Regions from separate parts of the Zea mays genome. Here region 2 is linked to region 1. The links are chromatin contacts, called in public Hi-C maps. All regions are on one chromosome and are shown on one strand. Each heading gives the region's core, a stretch centred on a gene start, on an enhancer-like site or on the middle of the called end of the contact. The rest is flanking DNA. Distances are from core to core; before and after follow the strand shown.

Region 1 (4,040 bases), core at 1,002-3,501:
TTCCCCTCAATCCCCTTCTAACCAAACAAGCCCTAATTTCTACACAACCAAAAAGACAAGGCCTGATGTTCGGCCGCCAGAGACCACTGTACCAGAGCCGCTCACCGTAGGTCTGCCATGCATAGACAACTCACCATCCATGGTGCATAAGATCCCCTCTGCCATCACCAGCTCCTCGTGCATGCACCCACCACTTGCTCTGCCCATCACAGTACCATGTGCCATGGCAATGACTCCGGCACATTAGGCAGATAAGCAACAGCTGTGCCTGTGCCCGCGTTGAGGCGACAAGTCAAGAGGTGTGACAAACTATTCCAAATTGCCGAAGCAAAGTTGGCAATTTCAACAGTTTCACACTGAGTGTTTATAATTAATGTGCATTCACATAGCTTATTATCCATCTCCTAATCTTTACAAGTTGCAGACAGCATAATGGGCACTTGAGCAGCTGCCACCCTACAATATGAAACATCTCACCCATCTAATGGGATGATACAAACAAAAAACAGATCTCACCTGAACTGACTACTATGGTAAACTTCGCTATGGAAGTAAGGAGAAAAACCTAGTCACCAAAATTCATGAATGGTGAAGCTCTGATTCTTGACCAACTATCGAGGTGAAGCTCTAACCCTCGACCATCTTACAGTGCCCAAGTCATCTGCAAGCAAGAAAAGAACCATACACATACACATACACAATGTAGTTTACAACTGATGCAGATGTCGAATGATGCAGCGATCAGCATGCCATAGCCCTAATCGATCTCAATCACCACTTTCTTGTTCTTGCTGCCTTCAGGCAGTCAGGGCATCCTCGCTTCTTTGCCCCAACCTTCACATGTGTCATTCCATAGCCCTAATTTACCTCAACCACAGCTTTTTTGTTCTTGCTGCCTTTGGGCCGCCCTCGCTTCTTTGCCCCAACCTTCACATGTAAGAACTCCACTGGTGTTGCCGCTGTCGGCGCTGGCGATGATGCTGATGCTGGTGCTGCCACTGTTGGGATGACAGGAATGCCAGTGCCAGCATCAACTGCCTTATTGCCTTCCCCTTCCACAATGCCACTTAGGCTTGGTAATGGCAAGTATGGCCCCATTGGATAAAATCCTAGAGCAGCAGGTGCCTGCTGCTGCGGGGAATTGAGTGGTTCAGCGAATGCAGGACCACCAGGGAAACCCATTGGGAAGAACCCCCAGGAGCAGTAATACATGTCTGTGCCTGGCACGATGGGCGGCTGCGTGGACATTGCAGTGGCAACAAACGGCCGGCGGCAGCTAGGGCAAAGCAGCGTTTGCGACTCGTAGGAGTGGTCGTACTGGTGTAAATGGCAGCAGGAGGGACAAGCTGTCCAGAAGACTGGCGCCTGTTGAGCTTCCCCCTCCTGGTTCCGTTCAACCTCAGGCGATTGTTTGGCAGCCCGCGGCGGCCGGCCGCGCTTTGTTGGCGACGTGCCCGAAACGGTCTGCGGAGCAGGCGGCGTCGCCGGCGTTTTGGCAGCCCGCGGCGGCCGCCCGCGCTTTGGTGGCGGCGTGCCTGACACAGTCTGCATTGGCTGCGGAGCAAGTGGCGGCGGCGGAGGAGGCTGTGACTGCAGCTGATTCTGCTTCTCTGGATGGGGATCGATGGGTACACGAGCGGCGGCGGCGGCGGCGGCGGCTGCCGCTGCGTTAGTTGCAGCGGCGGCGGCGTCGAGGTCGGAGTCGAGGGAGGCTTTGCGGAGGGGATCTGACAGGAAGGCCCAAGCGTCGGCGACGAGGCGGGCGGCTTCGGCGAAGGCGAGGGAGCAGGGACGGTCGGGGTGGGAGCGGTTGAGCAAGAGGGAGAGGCGGCGGTAATGGGAATGCACGACGTCGGGGTCGCGGGAGGCCGGGACGGCGGAGTCGAGGCCAAGGACGGCGTAGGGGTCGAGGGGCCCGGACGGGAGGCGCCGACGCTGGGCCGCGAGGAGGGCATCGGCGGCGGCGAGGAGGTCGTCGGCGCCCGGGGTGCGGGGGTCGAAGGAAAGGGCTTGGGCGACGAACTGCTTGCAGCCCTCGAGGTCCCGCGCCATCAGGAGCTTCTCGGCGATGTTCATAAACCGCTCCGCCTCCTGCCGCCGGGCGACGGAAGGATCCATGGGGCTCGCCGCCGGGCACAGGGAGGCTAGAGGATTTGACCGGGGCGAGGGGGATCGGTGGAATTTGTGCGGTTACGCTTTTTGGTGGAGGCAGCGGCCCGGGTAGGACGCGGCACGGCATTTAGGTGCTGGTTGCCTGTATGAGTTATTTTGTTTGCCTTGTTTAGTTCATGGCAGATAATGAGTATCAGATTTTGAAAATACGTTATGCATCCAAATATAGATCATTTTTAGCATCGGATTATGTGCGCTGTGAAATAAAATCCCAGCATCAGGTAGGTGCTGCATTTTCTTGGGTACCGTGCAAACAGCACATTATATAATACGGCTCCGTTTGTTTCGTATTATAATTTTATATATATTCCACTTTCAAATAAATTAAAATTATTTTTTAATACGCAGTAGATCTGCCTGTTTTTATTATTAAGAAGAAAATGAGGTGAAACTCCAAAACACGAGCAACACACTTAACCGACACACACCACCGTATACAGACTTTCACACCACTCCTAAGACAACTCCTCTAGATAAGAAAAAAGAGAGCTTTAGCGCCAGCAAATGCCAGCACATCATCTCCTCCCTTGCTGTCGAGAGGGTGATCTCAACACTTGGGCTACAACCATCAAACACACACCTATTCCTATGTTTCCATATCGACCACGCACCCAAAATTAAAATCATTTAGTATACAATAATTATATATTAATATGTTGTTAGAAAAGATTAATTATTGTTATGACAGTTATAAAATTACAATATTGTTGCCAAAAGGCCCTCAAGGAGAATGCTCAGGACTATGCTGGGTACCATAGGCTGCAGCCCAGATGACCGGTTGGGCCGCCGCTTCAGACCCTCGGCCTAATTTGCCAAAGCTACGAAGCTGAATGTCAACACTCTCACTATTACAACAGTAGAGCGAGCTGGACTTGTAGATGGTCCGATGGATCGAACACTACTCCATCGAGCTGCATTTGTAGATGGTCCCATGGGACGCTGCTCTAAAGCAGTGCTCTGGTTCTACGTGGTGGCATTCTCAAAAAAGAATTATTACTAATTATTAGTCTACGAGGAATAAAACATCATTCTACAAACTAAAGAGCAAACCAAACACGTCGTAAATTTCTCTTGACCATATCTGTAGCTCTAGTCTGCATCCTCCAAAAGGAAGATGATGCGAGCTGCCAGTGGAGCAATCTCCTTCAGCTCAAGTGCTATCTGATGCCCACTTTAGACCCCGTTTGGTTAAAAGGAACTAAAGATTAGTCCCTTTATTTTAGTCTCATTTAGTCACTAAATTGCCAAACGGTAGGACTAAAGTTAAAACTAAAATGTTTCAGTCTCTGGGGTGAATAAAATGGACTAAACCATATAAATTTCACCTTTTGCCCATCCTTCATTTCAGTTACACGGAGAATGCTAAAAGGTATTTTAGTCCTCTTATGATCCCTTTAATGTGTTTTAAATAGTTTTAGTCTCTAGAACTAAACAAGGTAGAGACTAAACTTTAGTCTCCTAACCAGACTTTTGGACTAAAGAAACCAAACACCAGACTTCTGGACTAAATAAACCAAACAGAGCCTCAGGCAAACTTTGCAGGTCAAACAAATCCTCGTTGAGACATAGCAGTCACCTCTCACCACTTAGATACTAGTACCAGCTAGAATGCACGAACGATCAGCAGCGGAACAAAAGAGAGCAAAACAACACAGAATACGATCAAATTCCTGAATTAAACCCAAGTATCCAAGTAAATCCATGATCCATAGTACTAGAGAAATGATATTTTAACTAGCCTAGAAGGTGAAGATCTGATCAGGAAACCATCACAACTCGCAGCATTATGAGAGCGACTAATTCAAATTAAATTAATCTTACTCAGGGGCACAACAGCGGGGGGTGAGACCATGAACCCTAACTCTCCT
Region 2 (3,873 bases), core at 1,314-3,813, 330 kb before region 1:
TAACAATACTAATAATTAGCACCCATTTACTTTAAATCATAAGTTATTCTAACTTTTTTAAATAGTCAAAACATCTTAAGTTTGACTAAATCTGTATAATATAATAATTATTATATGTTACTAAATAAGTATCTTTAGATTATATAATAAAATAACGATATTTATGATATTAAATAAATATAACTAGATTCGGTATTAATTATGTTTTTATAGTATGCTTATTTAGCATCACAAATCCTCATGATTTTCTCTATAGTTTTGGTGAGTTTTAGATGTTTTGACTTTTGACTCTTAAAGAAAATAGAATAATTTATAATTTAGGATATATAAAATATTATTACAAAAATAAAACCAACCTTCTCGAAGTTTGTCAACATTATTTTTTGACTCTTAAATTCGTACCAAACTCGTTGCATGTCGGAACATGAGCCCAAAAGAGGCACGCCAATGCCGTGCGTTCCATTGGTCTTGGTCTCCTTGCTCATTGCTCTCCCACTCCCTGATCCGAAGGTAACGCGAGTAGATCGTGTATAGTGGAAAAAATATTTTAGTATAAGATAGACAGTTTATAAAGTAGAATTTAAAATAAAAGATAAAAAAGAATAAACAGTTAGAGATAGACTAAACACTACTATATTTTATCCATCGTATAATTTTTTATTGGTGAACCTTTTTAATTTTAATTAAGTTTACAAAAAAATATTAACAATCTATATATCTTTAAATAAATGTAGTTTAAAAACAGAATCAATTGTCCATCTGAGAATCTTAATTATGTACTCTAGTTTTTAATATCCTTTTTTCTGTATTTTAGTTGTCTAAATTTAATATGATTGCAGATAACAAACTAATATAATACAAGTACATCAATATTTTTAGGATTTTATTATTTATCTTTATATTATGATCTATTACTTTTGTTTTTATCTAACTATAAAAATAATTGTTATTTTTTTTGCCAACACGGATCAGAGTCGTTGGGTTTGTGATTTTATCTAACAGATTTCTAACTAACCGCAAGTTATATATTATGTCTTACATAAATCAGAACGAATCAAAGCTATATAAAATACAGTATGTAACAACCTTCGTCCGTGAGAAAGCTAAAAATTCAAACACCAAGTTTTATGGAGTCCCATATTAATATTGTATTATATATTTAATTAAAAACAAATATATTTAATTTTAGGAGTCGAGATAAGGCTATCTCTAGCAGATATTTTATCCCATTTCTATGGCACCCGCTATTTTAAGCTTTACTCTGCGAATATTGTCAAACAGTGTCGTCTACAGTTTCACATTCGCTATTTTACACTACCTATTAGAGATAGTCGAAGGCTCACACGGTCACACCCACGCTCACACCCCCTTGCGAGCGCGTACGTTTGGTGACCGATGTCCTGCAACGGGGCATAGTCATGTTTAGTTGCATGTTTAGGTGCCAAAAAATCCCATGTATTTTCCGCCACACCTTTGTAAGGTTAGGCAATTAAATTATGTAGACACGTTTAAGGAAATTTTACCACACTTTATGCCACATTGACGAGCGGGGTCTATATAGGAGGAGAAAATTTTCGTCCCAATTGTGGTTACAAAACAAACACACACCTAACTCGATTAAACATATCTAATCTTAGATGTGACAAACTGTGGCAGGCGAGTCAGCGAACCAAACATGTCCTTTCGTTAATAAATACATTAATTGTGAAATTAATTTTTAAATTCAATTACGTGATAACAATATATATTATTGTACTATAAATATTGTAGTATTTTTAAAACTTTAAAACCTAATATAAACAGTCAAATAGTTCATTTGAAAATCAAAAGAGGAGCTAAGGAATGATTGGAGAAAAAGTGAGTGAAGAGTATTTGAGGAGGTATTTAAATATGAATGGAAAGCATGAATTTAAGATTTAAGGTGCGTGGATGGGGTGGGGACGGGAGCCACCCTCCACGTTTTTTATGGGAAACTGTTCATTTCAGTCAGACGAAATGACACACCACCTTAAATTGTACGAAATTTATTTAGAAAAGTAATAGTAATGGCACAAGATTTTTTAGAGGTATTTAGGACGTGTTTGGTGTGGCGCCTAAGCCGCCACATCGTGCCACACTTTTAAGCCACAAGTGTGGCGGCCAACCTTCCACGTTTTTTATGGGAAACCGTTCATTTCAGTCAGACGAAATGACACACCACCTTAAATTGTACGAAATTTATTTAGAAAAGTAATAGTAATGGCACGAGATTTTTTAGAGATATTTAAGGCGTGTTTGGGGCGGCGCCGCCACACCGCGCCACACTTTTAAGCCACAAGTGTGAACACTTGTGGCTTAAAAGTGTGGCATGTGACGGCTTAGGCGCCACACCAAACACACCCTTAGTTTTATTTTTATAAAAACGAAAGAAAGCCGGAGGTGGGGAGGCTTGGTGTTGCGGGCGCACCTACCTACCGGATCCCCACCCGGCAACCCCTGTGTACTGCCGCGCTTCTCTCGGTGCCCTGCCTCGTGCCTCCTACTCCCACCTTCATCAGGAGCTCAGTCTGCGGCTGCTGCTCCATTCCACACTACCCCGCGCTGGACTGGAGTCGAGTTGAGCTCACGCTCTCGCACACTCGCACTCCCATTCCCACTGGCCAGATTGATCTTGCTTCGCTAATCATCCTAGATCTCCATTCCCGCCCATGGGATGCTTCCAGTCGAAGGTGGCGGGGCCCCTGCCGCCCAACGACGCCGCCGCTCTCCCCGCCGACAAGCCTGCAGATCCTGGTAAGCGTCACGCCCCCGCCGCCGCCGCTTAAACCCTAACCCCGCCGAATCCATCTAATCCGCGGCGCGTGCTTGCGTCTGGCTGCTGTGTCCAATCGGATGGCAGAGGCGGCGAATGGCGGCGCCGACGGGGAAGGCGACGGTGACGACAAGGAGGCTGTGAAGCGCGCGGTGCCGGTGTTCAGGGAGTTTGCTCTGGCCGAGCTGCGCGCCGCCACCAAGGGATTCAGCGCCGACCTCATCGTCTCCGAGAGCGGCGAGAAGGCGCCCAACGCCGTCTACCGCGGCCGCCTCGACGGCGGGCGGCTCATCGCCGTCAAGCGCTTCTCGCGCCTCTCCTGGCCTGACCCGCAGCAGTTCCTCGTATGATTTGCGTTGCTTGCTTCGTCTGGTTTCCTCCCAGCTTGGATCTCGCAATGTGATGCAGTGTTGCTGCTGTTGCAGGCGGAGGCGGCGGGCGTTGGGAAGGTGCGGCACAAGCGCCTCGTCAACCTCATTGGCTGCTGCGCCGAGGGTGACGAGAGGCTGCTTGTCGCCGAGTACATGCCCAACGACACCCTGTCCAAGCATCTCTTCCACTGTACGTGCTCTCCACCTGCTAGGGATACTCCAGCATTTTTCTGTTATATACGGGCCTCGCGGGCTGGAGTTGTGTCGTCTACGGCTACGGTGACCGTGGGCGCATCACACCAACCCTGAATCTCAATCTCCTCTGCATTAACACAATGACTTAATGCGCCTTATGTCCTTCACCATTGCTGCATTTGACCTACACAGATCTTGCAAAAGTGTGGTTTGCCCGGACTAGGTGGGTGTGTCCTGTCCACCTTGTCTCCCTTGATTGACTCTGCTCTGCACTGCCTTTTTTCAGGGGATAAGCAGCCGTTACCATGGGAAATGAGGCTGAGGGTTGCATATTTCATTGCGCAAGCTCTCGACCATTGCAATGCTGAGAACAGGAAAATCTATCATGATTTGAATGCTTATAGGGTACTTTTTGATGAGGTACACAACAGGTTTGCTGACACCTCCTAGTTTTTACTACATTTTTTTTCTGCTGGCTTTTCCATTGTAACTACATTTTCTTCTGTGAAAATATTT

What was found. Hi-C and Micro-C count contacts between places; a contact is called where the count stands out from the background.
Region 2: a Hi-C map of leaf shows a contact between it and region 1, with 8 times the contacts expected there. The contact joins the promoter of LOC100282511 here to the promoter of LOC103638902 in region 1. A contact is called at or near these places in 2 of 25 Hi-C or Micro-C datasets (leaf and tassel).

Annotation. Positions count from the first base shown.
Region 1 is chr9:118,241,592-118,245,631 of Zm-B73-REFERENCE-NAM-5.0, reverse strand. It overlaps LOC103638902 (protein transport protein sec31), which reads right to left and starts at 2,251. Exons shown (of 5, transcript XM_035962635.1): 1 at 135-2,251. The coding sequence starts at 2,118. The coding sequence ends at 859. LOC100192715 reads right to left here. Exons shown (of 5, transcript NM_001358085.1): 5 at 3,832-4,040.
Region 2 is chr9:118,568,389-118,572,261 of Zm-B73-REFERENCE-NAM-5.0, reverse strand. It overlaps LOC100282511 (ATP binding protein), which reads left to right and starts at 2,563. Exons shown (of 10, transcript NM_001155420.2): 1 at 2,563-2,772; 2 at 2,879-3,135; 3 at 3,217-3,352; 4 at 3,644-3,777. The coding sequence starts at 2,688.